Regions from separate parts of the Ovis aries genome. Here region 1 is linked to region 2. The links are chromatin contacts, called in public Hi-C maps. All regions are on one chromosome and are shown on one strand. Each heading gives the region's core, a stretch centred on a gene start, on an enhancer-like site or on the middle of the called end of the contact. The rest is flanking DNA. Distances are from core to core; before and after follow the strand shown.

Region 1 (6,418 bases), core at 1,264-3,763, 220 kb before region 2:
TTCTATTCTGTCATACAAAGAGTAAAGGAAAGTTTAAGAATTGAGACACTCGGAATGGCAGCCTGTTGGCAGGATTTCAGCCGTGGACAAGTGCTCTGACCATTCTTGTTCTGAGAGCCTGAGGCACAAGGAGCCATGAGACCTCCCAGTGAGAGCAGAGCTTTCCAGTTGGTTCTCTTCCCCAAGCTCTTTGGACATTTCAGCTACGTTTTAGGGCAAACAGATCTTATTTGATTCTCATTCCAGGGCCATTGCACATAGGGTGCAGTATCTTTAGCTGCTAGAAAAGTTAGGCCCGCCTCCTCCAAGGGGGCTCTGAACCCTGAGGCTCTAGGTGTGTCATGGTTAATGGAAGGTGAAATGAATAGTCGATCCAGTCAAAGAACTGGTCAGTTTGTCTGACCAAATCATCAGACCGGTTTGAATGAAGTAGCTGGGTCAGTGGAGGTTGCTGGTCTGGTTGGTGCTGGTTGGTGCTGCACCCTGGGAACCAGAGGGCACTGAACAGCAATGCCTTCCCTTAGGCTTTGAGACCCCGCTCCCCTTCTCAGGGGCAGTGAGCTCAACTGCACAGGTCCCAGAAAGTGGGGTCAAGCAAGAAACATTAACATCCAGGTTAAAAATGAGTTGGCCGTGGTATACTGTAGGAAATGGGAGGCTACCTTCCTTCTACGACTTCTATCACGGGAACACTGAGCAAGGAAGACACATTCTAACTTATTTTGCTTTGTGATGATGTAGTCTTCCCCCCACTCCAAAAGCAATGAAGCCTAGAGCTTGTGTGACTGGGCTGCAGTAGAAGAAGAGGACGCAGCGATCTGACATCTGAATGTTTTCAAACTGTCATTATGTTTACGTACTTGTGGCTGAGGCATTTGATTTTTAATGTCTCGAGGTCATCAGGGAATAATTTGAAGATAGTTACCAACTTTTTCCTAAATAGCTGTTTTGCATAGGGATAATAATGTTACCCAGAAATTTCAGATGAAGTGCTATTTCATTTTTTGTGTGAATTTTTTTCATTTATACTAAAAAATTATTCCTATCTCATATACATAGATTAAAAACATTCTTTTTTTTTTCATAACTCATTTCATACTGAACACAGTATTAGGCTATTCTTACTCTGTCATCTGAATTTAGGATCAAGGGCATGGGGGTTGTCTGTGGAAAGCATAATTTTGATTATCTACCAATTGGAAGAAACTGCCACTTCAGTTCCTTTTACCATCCAAGTGTACCCTGGTCCCAAATTTGTCAGCATTAGAATTTCTTGAAACAATGCAATTAAACTGCAACATATTTCCTAACATTCTTAATTAAGACAGTAACTGGAAAATGTAGATTAACAGAAGTTACTGTTTTTATCAACATATTTTCTTTCTTTCCCTCCACCATCACATCCCCCTCCCCCCACTCTTTTTTGCTTTTAAATGTCTGATGTCAGTTTCGTCCACATGTACATTATGCACATGGCACCAAAGAAACAAAGTAAAAAATTCTCTTTTAATTCTGAGCTGCACGCCCAGCGCCACATGCACTGTCTGTTACATGTCGCTTCTTATGAGGTTCATGCTGGGAGTTTCTTTTTAAAGGCAAAGTGTTTCTGAAGGAAAGAGTTCAGGTTGGGCAGATTGTGTTAGAAAAATCTCACTGTCTCTGAGTGGAATTAATATACTGATTATTCTGTGCAGGCTCAAACTGGCAGCGTGTGCAAAGTTCAAGAGTGTCTGGGAACTGAAATATGGAGGAGAATTCGGGAGAGTGAGCAGAGACAAAGAATTGGAAGTAGGGTTTTAGAAGTGAAACTAGTGGTAACTTTGCAAGAAGGGAGAGGGAATTCAGGCATGAACAACTGTGTCATCAAGCAGGACATTTTAGGGTTGATCATAAAAGTCAGTTTAGTTATTGGATGAGAACAGGGGAAAATTAAAGACATATCATACCCAGCACCTTTTAAATTTCCATTTCTTTAAGATATTTGCCAGTTTCAGTTAAGTCACGTGAGAAGCTTAATCACTAACATAGATATTAAAATGGGTTGTAATATTTCTTCAGCGTCTCTATTAGCAAGTGTTTTTTTTGTTTGTTCAATTAAAATTTGAGTCCCCCATGATCAGCAAACTGATTAATTTTTGTTATTGTTTACAAATAAGGAATTGAATGTAAGAAAAGCAAACAATCACTCAGCACTTTCCCATCACAAGGAAACTTTTTCCACATTGCTTCTCAAGGGAAATAAATTGGGACGTGAGCTTGGAGTTAATGAAGCTTTCATCCGTTTCCCTCCTTCAACTGCCATCTCAGCTTAATCCTCTCCTTCTGCCAAAGTCCAGAGGCCTTGCGAGCCCCCGCGGAGCCTCCGGAGCCAGATGCCGGCCAGTGGGTCTCCCCCGCCCCGCCCCGCCCCGCCCGCGGCCGGCCCGCCCGAGCACGCGGCGCCCCACCGCCGGACCCGGCCGAGCCGCAGGGAGGGCGAGCCGCTAGGCTGCGCGGGGCCCACTGCGGCGGCGGCGGCGGCGGGAGCCAGAGCGGCAGGCCGCCCTGCCCTCTGCGGGCGCCTGAGCGCAGGTGTGGGGCGCCAGAGGCACTCGTGGAGCCCGGCCGACCCTTCAACCCGCAGAGATATCATTGCCCGGCACTGGGTGGGACCCGAGCAGACGGCTCCCTGAAGCGCCGTGGCCCCGGAAGGCTTTGCCTGGGCTCTTGGGACGGGCGAGGCACGGGAAAAGACTCGTCCTGGGCATGCACAGCCGCTCCTGAAGCCATCTACAGAATCTCACTAAAACTCTCTAAGATGAAGCCTTTTATTGGTGGCATCTAGGATGGGAGGGGGGGTAGGGGGACCTACCTTCTCTTTGGCAGTTGCTCTTTTCTAAAGGAGGAAATTATCTCTGGGGTTCACGACTTGGGATACAGAGTCCTCCCATCACTCTGGGGGTTAGGGTTTGGAAAGATGTCAGTATCCTGCCCACTTAGGGGTGGGATACAGCCTGAGCAGAGCAGCAGAGTAAGGCTGCAGGACCACCCCCACCTGCACCCCCCAGCACACAGCCCTGCTGTCTCTGTGTCCTGGAGCCCTTCATCCCCTCTGGTCACTGGCTGTCAGGGCAGTGATGTCTACTGCCCTTAACCTTGCTTCCCCCACCGCAACCACTAAGGAACTGCCATCTAAAGATTAAATGCTGGATGGACGATTTAGCATGTCTGGGGTTTTCTCTTAAAATCTGGGTACTGTGGGGTGTAGAGATTCCTCGTGGGACTCAGGTACAACTCTGTGCCCACTGCAAGGGGCCTGCAGTGTGCTGCCTTTTGTCACGCAGAGTACTTCTCCCCCCCACCCCCACCCCAAGGCCTCTCCTTTCCCTTTTCTTCCGCCCATCTTATTCAGGGCCCCCACCCTCTCTGAGACCATCCTGTGGTGATACCCTCAACCCTCTGAGTTGAATCCCATCTCCCTTGCTATTTCAAAGACTGCATGTTTTGTTCACACAGATGACTTCTGCTTGGAGCACCTAAAAGTTGATTGATGACAAAGAGATGGTGCTAGACATTTTTATTCCAAAGCAATCTCAGTGTCTGTTCTCTCTGCCATCTTCCTCAAGGCCACACGAGCTACATGGGGCATTTTGTTTACTTGTGCTACTTAAAAAAAAAAAAAAAAGAGTATGGAGTGTTAGAAGCCTGGACTGGTTCTCTTGCCACTTCTTAAAATTCAGAATTTTGCAGCCTGAACACGAAACAGTTGATGTAGTTGGTTCCTTCTCTCCCACGATGGTGCATAAATGGGCAGGATCTGACTTCTGTGCTGTTTGAGCCCACTAGCAACCACATGAACCCTCCGGCAAGCCTAATCACTCTGATCTGCCATGGACCTTCTAGCTGGAAGAGTTATGCCATCATATTATCCCAACACTCTTCACTGTATGGAGGATCCCCTTTTACTAAATGATTTATTACTCTTAGCAGAATTCCTTTGGCCGCACATTTTATTTCTGAGTCACTCTGTTCAGCTCAATTGGTCGCCTTCAGTTACCGTGGCAACCAGCAGATGGGGTTCTTTGACAAGGGTCAGCGGGGAGGCTGCCTCAGTATAGATGGGAGAGATGCTAAATAAAAAAGCTCTTAGCATTGACAGTTCTGTAGTGGATGGCCAGGAGTAGTTATCGAATTACTTGCATTAAAACCTAATTAAACGTGTGCCACTAAGTGGTGACTGAATCCGGTTACTTACCCGCCAGGGGCTCACTCTCATTTCATCATACCTCTGTGACCAGTCTGACTACCTCAAGGGTGGGGCTCTCCAGCGGAAGGGATCAGAAGGATCCTCACTGCAGTGTGGAATCTAACACTCCAGGACCACTCGGCCCCAGGAGGATCCCCTCAGAACAGACTCTTCCTGAAAATGCCATAAAGTGCAAGTTTTCATAAGTATGGAATGATTTCTAAATAACTAGTTTTTGAAGAGAGTGCTCAGGCTTGGGTTTAGGCCAGGTGTGGCAGGACAGGTGGTGTGGGCTTTTCTGCTGTTACTTTTAAGTGGCCCGCCTGGATTCTACTCTGCAAAGATTGTGATTTTCAACAGTTTTCAATCCCCTGTCCTGTTTTTCTTTGCACAGTGGGGTGATGCTTACCATGACCCTGCTCTTGCTTTATAAAGAACTGATTAAGGATATCTGAGACTTAAGGCAAACGGTGTTGGTTCATCAGAGTCTGAGATTCTTGCCATGTCAGCTCCTATGCCCGCTGTTTCTCTGATGTGGATTCCTTATGAGGCTCAGTCCTCCAAGGGAATTACAAGCTTAGCTGGTCAGATAGCACATGCACTTTAAGACTGCAGGGTAGCCACCCAGCAGATATTCCTAGCTGACCTGAGGGGAAACTCTGCCTCCTTTGCAGAGGCAACTGTGTTCTCAGCAGTTGGTGCAGTAGAGAGCTGGCAACACTGTCAGGGGCTCCAGGGCAATGCCAGGGCCCTTCGAGTGCTCTTCTCCGGCTTGCCCAGGGTCCTGTGGCACCAGAGCGGCCTCCAAGGAGTTTTCCAGGCTGGTTTTGGGGCCTTCAGCCTCTGGTTCCTGCCCCCTTCATGCCAGTGCCAGGCTGTGGACTAGGTCAGTGTGGGTCCCAGACCAAGGATTAAAGAACAGAGGTTGAGAGTGTTTAGAAACTGTAATCACGATTAGGTAGTACACCGGCGTTTTATTTGTCTTTCACAGAACTATCAGTCTGCAATCGAGGGGAAGTGAAAAAACAACTGCAAACCCCAATGTTCTCAGTTCTCTTCACTGAGCTAGTTAAGGAAGCACTAAGCTAGAGAATGCCTTCTTTTCCCACCCCGGTGTTAAAAAATGGTTGTGGCAGCCGTTTCTCAGTACATTGTCCAGTGTGTCACCTTCCTAAGGTCCTTGCCTAAAATCCTTATTTTTCAGTATGGAATAGAAGTCGGGCCTTTCAGAAAATGCTGAAATGGGTTTTGAAATGCTGCCGAGCACTAGATCTGGAGTCAAGAGATATGGGTTTCAGTCCCAGATTGGCTCTGGACAGTCCGTGTGACCTTGGATAAGTCACCTGTACTCTCTGGGCCCCAGATTCACCGTAATGGGCAGGACTGAATGGCCTCTAAGGCGCCTCTCAAGTCTAACACGACCTGACCCTTTTGAAGAGAAGAGCAGGGGTCTTTTCCTCACTGCTCTCCTAAGCCACCACCTGCTTTACTCCACAGGCACCGAAGGCTCACTGGAAATTAGAGAGAATGAAAAATTAAAGTGCCTGTTGTTGTTCAGTTGCTAAGTCATGCCTGACTCTTTCGAGGCTCCATGGACAGTATTCCGCTAGGTTCCTCTGTCCATGGGATTCTCCACCCCATGGAGTGCGTTGCCATTTCCTATTCTAGGGGAACTTCTCAACCTAGGGATCCAACTCGTGTCTCCTGCCCTGGCAGGCAGGTTCTTTACCACAGAGCCACCAACAAAACCAATAAGTGGGGGTCCTCACAGGAATGTAAATTGTCTTTATCAGAAATGTAAACTCTCTCCAGAATTGCATGACCATTAGAATGAATTTCTCCATTGAAACCGTTATTGAAAAGGGTAGATTTGAGCAAAGGATATTTAAACAGCAAACCAGCCATAGAAACTGCCTGAATTTTCTAAGTGAGGATAACTGGCTAGAGTGTGTTCCAGCTTGCTGAGCACACGGCTTATTCTCACTGATTCTGTACGGCCACAGTAATGAAAGAGAATTTCATAAAATGTGGCAGCAATTTTTAAGCACTGGAACAAAGTGTACAACTTTAAATTAATATGGTTTATTCACCAAATTAATTACCTAGAGCAGTAATTAGGGTAATTGGGTTTTCAAAACTTTGACTTGGGCAACCTAGGTGTACTGTTCCAACTACATAGCTGGCAGTATTTGA
Region 2 (6,276 bases), core at 3,032-5,531:
ATGTAGGAATTTTCGAGATGACCTAGGTCAATTCCTATTATATAAAAAAAAAACAAAAACAGGCAATTTGCTCAAGGTTGAAAACCAGGTGGCAACAGATACTAGCAGTCAGCTCTCCAGGATGAGAGATTGCTCATTTTACTGCTGCACTGTCTTCCTGCCCATCTCACTGGTACGAGGAATGGAGACTTTACTATTTAACACTTCCAGGGATTTCCTAAATGATGCCTTTCAAGTTGGATTCAGTGAGTTCAAGGCATATAATAATTATATAAAATGAGTATCAACAGTACTTAGAGTATTTATCTTGAAAACAACTTTCAAAAATCAATGCATTAAACTTACTGTGTGATCATTTCACAATATATACAAATATTAAATCATTATGTCCTACACCTGACATTAATACAATGTTATGTCAATTATATCTCAATTTAAAAACCCATTATGTAGGCCTGCAAAAAACTAACTTAGCAAAATCTGCACCAACTCTGGAATATAACTTTAATACATGTTATCAACAAACTGCAAAAGCACAAATTCCCAATGTGGAACCAAACTGAAAAGATCTTTCACTGAACAATTTTTCACTTTGCTTTACTTCTATTTTCCTAGTTCAACATTTATTTTATTAAATTCAAACACAGGTAGTACTTTATATTCAAACATATTTCTCTCTGTATCTTTTTTCCCATATTTTAACATTCATCAGTTGAATGTTAAATTACTACTACTCGCCTATCAGTTCCATGTCTTTTTAGAGCTTCCCAATTACAGCTGGACAGAGAAGCCTGGCAGGCTACCGTCTGTGGGTTCGCAAAGAGTCAGACATGACTGAGAGACTACCACACACAATTATAGCTATGTTATGTATTTTCAAAATATTTTCATAATATGTGAATCATATCCTATTTAATCAATTAAATATATTCTATCTTTGTATTTCAATGGATAAACATGATTTATCTTGAGTGATTTTTTTTCCGGTCTAAAAATTACCAATACAAGCCTATAGATGATAAGCTGGTTAAAGCAAAGCAAAAAAAAAAAACTTTTAGAGACAATTTCTTGTCAACCAGTTTATCAGGGCGTTAAGTCATTAACTGCCACTTGCTTGGGTTACCTGTACTTACTTTTTTAAATAGAGAACATAATAAGAGCTGAAGAAACTTCAAGGTTTGATAACTAGACCATAGTTAGACCTGCAGATTCAATCTCTGATTCCGAACACTTTACTGAGAAGCAAAGGAATCCCATAAGTAACCTCTGGATACTTACTGCCTGTTGATATAGACATTTTTAAATTTAATAAATGAGTTAAAGCGAGTAAGGCATCACAGAAGACAGAGAGAGTAAGAGAGATCGAGAGAGTGAGAGAGGTCACAGTATCTCTCCCTTGATAATCTCCATTAAACTTTATGGATATGTTTAGAACGAAAAAGAATTAGGAGGAACAGAGGATGAAAAAGGCACCAGAAATTTTCAGCCCTATATTTTACCACTGGAGAATTCTTACTGTCTAGAAGACCATGAGCATAGGGGTGGGATGAGGCGGGGTACCAGGACAGGAAAGGCACAACTGCAAGCTGCCATGCTGAGCTTACAAACAATCATCAAAAGGGGCTTTGGGAGCTCACCAGCTGCAAAGTTTTTGTATTAGGCTGTGATTCCACTGGGAGGATGGGAGCCCCTAAATAATGATGTCAAAAGAGTTTTTACATGCCCAAGAAGCTATTTTAAGCAAACAAAAATCTACATTTGTTTCTAATGGAGGTTAAGGCCTTTAGGGATTAGAGCTAGAGAGTGTAGATGGCCATTATCTAAATAAACTTATTATTCCCAGTACAACAGAGGAGTATATTCCTAAAAAGGAATATATAGCATTTTCACTGTAAAGCTTCAAAGAAATGAAATGTCAGAAAAAAGTTTCATTTTGACAATTATTATGAAAGTGAATTTAAGAATTAAAAAGTGACTACTGGAAAATTCCCAGAATTTCATTAATGGAACATTGCTGCATCACAGTTGAATGCTTTTTTTATTACAGAGGTTATAACCATGACTAGTTCCATACAATTTTGAGAAAGTGAAATTATGATGCAACTGCTGGGAAGTTTTTACAGACCTCCTTTCCTGTTTACCATCCTACCTAGTACACCTCAGTAAGTGCAATGTTCATGTTTACCTGTCTAAAAAGCAAAATAATTTTTTTTCAAGAAAAGGAAGATATCTTCAATTAATAGACCAAAATATTACCTAAAAACATCTGGTCTTAAGAATCCATGAAAAAAATAAGTGTTTTTCCAATCAAGGAAAAATCTTTTGTAAAATTCTCAAAGCAAACTGCATTTGCATCTTCAGCCTATTTCCAGTTATTCCAAATAATGTGCTTGTTTCCTTCTTTGCAGCTTACCAACTCTATGCCAGAGGTTCTGTTCCTAGCATCTTGATGCAAAGGGCTCTCCTGATTACTACTTGTTTATAGATTATGATGATGCTAGCAAACAGGTGCCTTTCCAAAGGAAAGTATTAATATTACAAGGGGAAGTACCACAGAAAATCACCTTAAAATATAAACTGACTTTGTCCATAAACACAATGAAATTCAAGAGATAAATTTAAAATAGTGTATAGATTTTTGCAAACATGGCTAAAAATCATTTAAGATCATAACAGATCACAAGCTAACTTAAGGGTCAGCAATAAAAAGTTATATAAAAAGCATTGTGTTATATTGTTAGGCATTATCACATGCAGAAAGCATGACTACACTTTTTCTACTATAATGGTTTTCAAATTGTTTATATTAAACACTCCTCAGGCTCCTCAGTCTAATGAAGAAAAACTAACATAAATGAAAACATAAGATTATAAACAGATCCTGAAACATATATAGTGTGCCTGGGTATTGTTTACATGTTTCTGAGAAAGTCAACATGGTTTGTCAGTTTGTCTGTTTTCCCGCATGCTTGTTAAATAATTATATTGCAAAGTTGCTCAAAATTGTTCAGAGGTTTTGAAAGAACCAAGTTGAAAAGCCCTGTGGGAAGGCAGAAGTCTGATAAGCTTCCTGAACATGACTCCTTTCTTTGAACAAGAAGATAAAGAAGCAGAACTACTTGGTGATCCTATCTGGGATAGGGAACAAGAATGAGATTTTTTTTTTTTTTAAGCTGAATAGATACTAACCATTCCTTAGAGTTGAGAACAGAAAGGCCACACAAGCAAAACTTCAAGTCACAGTATGGTATAGACATGCACAATCTTGAGCACTTAGTAACAAGCAGCTTTGTTAGTCCTCTTGAAAACTCATTAGTCCCTATAAAACCACAACCAACCTGGCAAACAACTAATATAGTATTAAGAAAAGAAAATGCCTGCAAAAATCCAATATAGGATTTCAGAAAAATTTAAAGCTCACTAGAGAAATACTTCCTGGTGGCTCAGACAGTAAAGAACCTGCCTGCAATGCCAGAAATCCCAGTTTCATTCCTGGGTCGGGAAAATCCCCTGGAGAAGGGCTAAGCTACCCACTCCAGTGTTCTTGGGCTTCCCTGGTGGCTCAGACAGTAAAGAATCAGCCTGCAATGAGGGAAACCTGGGTTTGATCCCTGGGCTGGAGAGATCCCCTGGCAGAGGGTATAGCAACCCACTCCAGTGTTCTTGCCTGGAGAATCCCAGGGACAGGGGAGCCTGGTGGGCTGCCGTCTATCGGGTCACACAGAGTCGGACACGACTGAAGTGACTTAGCAGCAGCAGCAGCAACATAGTAAAAATGAATCAATAATGCAAAGACAGTATTAATCACATGGAATTTTCACGGTTTGCTTTTGTCCTAAAAGAGGTTTTCTCTGGACGTAGCTGTACAACTAAGATACCTGGATTAGAACTAATTAATCTGTGTAAACTCTGTAAAGACTGCCTATTTATTTAGGCACATCTGACTTTCAAAGCTCTGTATCTTGAGGAGAGTAGTTTAAATTTGCCATGTGAATCACAGTGACATCTAGTGGCAACTCTGTTGAACAGTACCCATTTGGTACTTCATTTTCTAAGAAACAGCAAAGAACAGTGCCCAGCAAAATGGGGCGGGGGGGGGGGGGGGGCGCTGCACTCAAATACTGCTGAAGGAATGAACTACTCTGTCGTTAGTATTTTAAGCGAATATTTCAATTTTCCTACTCCCACTGAACTTCCTCCTTCCTTTTACTTACCATTTCCAGTCCTGCAATCTCCAGTTTTCTGTCTGCAAGTTCCCTTCTATCCTTATTCACGTGTCTCCTTCTCTATAGAATCCTTGGTCAGTCTCTATTTTTCTCATCTAGTTTTTCTTTCACTGCACACATTATATCACTCTCAGTGTGCTATTCAATCTATTTTCCATGTAACTGTTCTGAGCAATGATATATTAAATCATGAAACTAAGCCAAAAACAAAAAAAACTACACTATAATTCATGTAACCCTGGGAAATTAACTCATCTCTTTCTGACTGGACCATCTATCAAGTCAAATAGATAATGATTATTTACAAAAAAGCAGACATCTTCTTTACCCTATTCAAAACTGTCTCCTCTAAATGCCAACTCTCTCATCCTGTAATGACCTTACTTCCTAGAAAATATGGAAACTGCTGAATGCAAATAATCTCAGGGCTTCCCTGGTGGCTCAGTTGGTAAAGATCTGCCTGCAATGCGGAATACCTGGGTTCGATCCCTAGTCTGGGAAGATGCCTTGGAGGAGGGCATGGCAAACCACTCAAGTAGCCCTTTTGGAGAAACCCCATGGACAGAGGAGCCTGGTGGGCTGCAGTCCATAGGGTCTCAACTTTCCATTTGAAAGAGTCTCTTTATTTGGAATGCTGTATTTCAAAGGAGGATGTATATATTCTCCTTTTCAAGGGCTATCCTCTGTTCTTCTGTTACCTATAAAAATCTTATATCAATGATTATATCTCCCTTGAATCGTCAGAATTTCCCTCTGTATTCTGACTCTTTCCCTAACCTATGAACATGCTCACCCCATTCAAGCATCATCTTTCTTGACCTGCTACAATGTTTTCTTTACTTATATCAAAAATAACTCAAAAGTAACAATGTATAATGACTTTCTCCATTTCTTCCATATCCACCTTCAACTCTCTGTAATTTATCATCACTATTCTACTGAAACTGGTCTCTACAAGGTCATTATTGAAACTGTCATTAATGACCTCTTTTCAGGCCTCATTCATAAATCCATACATGTGGATAACTGCTATTGCTTAGCTTCTATGGCACAGCAATCTTTCTAGCTTTTCCAACCTCCTTCATAACTCTCCCTGCCTACACTCCTCAGATTGTCTAAATGCAATATGGACTTCCATTTATTTCAATAGAAAGAGGCAAAGAAGTATTTCTATGAATAAAGCGGTTCAGTTACTAAACGGAAATTAATCTGCCTACGAACTCAGCCCAAATTTACACTCTGCTGATCTGCCCCACTTCTTCAAAATACTACTTTAAACCTCTTTCATTTAAATTTATCCCAATAACTTCCAATCATAATTTCATTATCTCTAATAATCCAAACTTTACACGCTACTGATACTAACATATATTTTATGTCATCTTTAGATGTGTCCTAAGTCTTCCTTATTTCACACAAGTTACTTGCAACTACTATATGCACCCCTATCCTGCCACTCTCCTTTCTTCCACCCCTCCCTTTCTTACCCTCTCTCCTGATCACACAGATACACACAGTATTTTACAAGAATAGCGAGCTTAATGCCCTTATCCTCCAATTGAGGTTATTTCTAAATATATTGTATTTTTCATGCACACACTAGGTTCTTAATACATATTATTAATTAAGGCTAGACAGCCTTAACAGTCAATTTACTACTAGGAAATAATAAAATCATATTTTTAGATAATTTTTTTTTTAAAGAAAACTTCCTTTTGTCTTAGTTGCTGGTTATAAATTAGGTACTCACAATATTAGGTTATAAACACACATAGGAAATGAGTTAATATTTTGGGGGAAAAAATTATTAATTTGGAATTCTCTGACCCAATTTACCTGTGAAAATTACATGTCATAACTCTAAATTACATCAAGCGAGACATATTTTTTTAAATGCTTCTCAAAGATAGCCTACTAAAGGAAAAAAAGAAATTCTAGAAAATTATTACTACAGAATCACAAAGAACAACACATTTTAAGTATCTATGCAACTTCTATAATGTGAAGATACTTTCCACAAGGCAAGTACAAAGACCACTCATGTTACAGA

Evidence for each region. A called contact is a pair of places that touch in the nucleus more often than the background predicts.
Region 1: a contact with region 2 is called in a Hi-C map of hypothalamus, with 4 times the contacts expected there. The contact joins two enhancer-like sites. A contact is called at or near these places in 2 of 16 Hi-C or Micro-C datasets (hypothalamus and tail adipose tissue).

The regions. Positions count from the first base shown.
Region 1 is chr12:32,929,121-32,935,538 of ARS-UI_Ramb_v3.0, reverse strand. The region is part of intron 14 of SDCCAG8 (SHH signaling and ciliogenesis regulator SDCCAG8); the gene reads left to right. Among named protein-coding and RNA genes, the nearest start is that of SDCCAG8, 220 kb to the left of the region's middle. Within about 2 kb of position 2,513, at least 13 of the 54 cell types and tissues checked have an H3K27ac peak or open chromatin away from gene starts, as enhancers often do. A contact at or near this core is called in hypothalamus, where this site is marked.
Region 2 is chr12:32,709,191-32,715,466 of ARS-UI_Ramb_v3.0, reverse strand. All of the region lies in intron 3 of AKT3 (AKT serine/threonine kinase 3), which reads right to left. Among named protein-coding and RNA genes, the nearest start is that of AKT3, 85 kb to the right of the region's middle. Within about 2 kb of position 4,281, at least 11 of the 54 cell types and tissues checked have an H3K27ac peak or open chromatin away from gene starts, as enhancers often do. A contact at or near this core is called in hypothalamus, where this site is marked.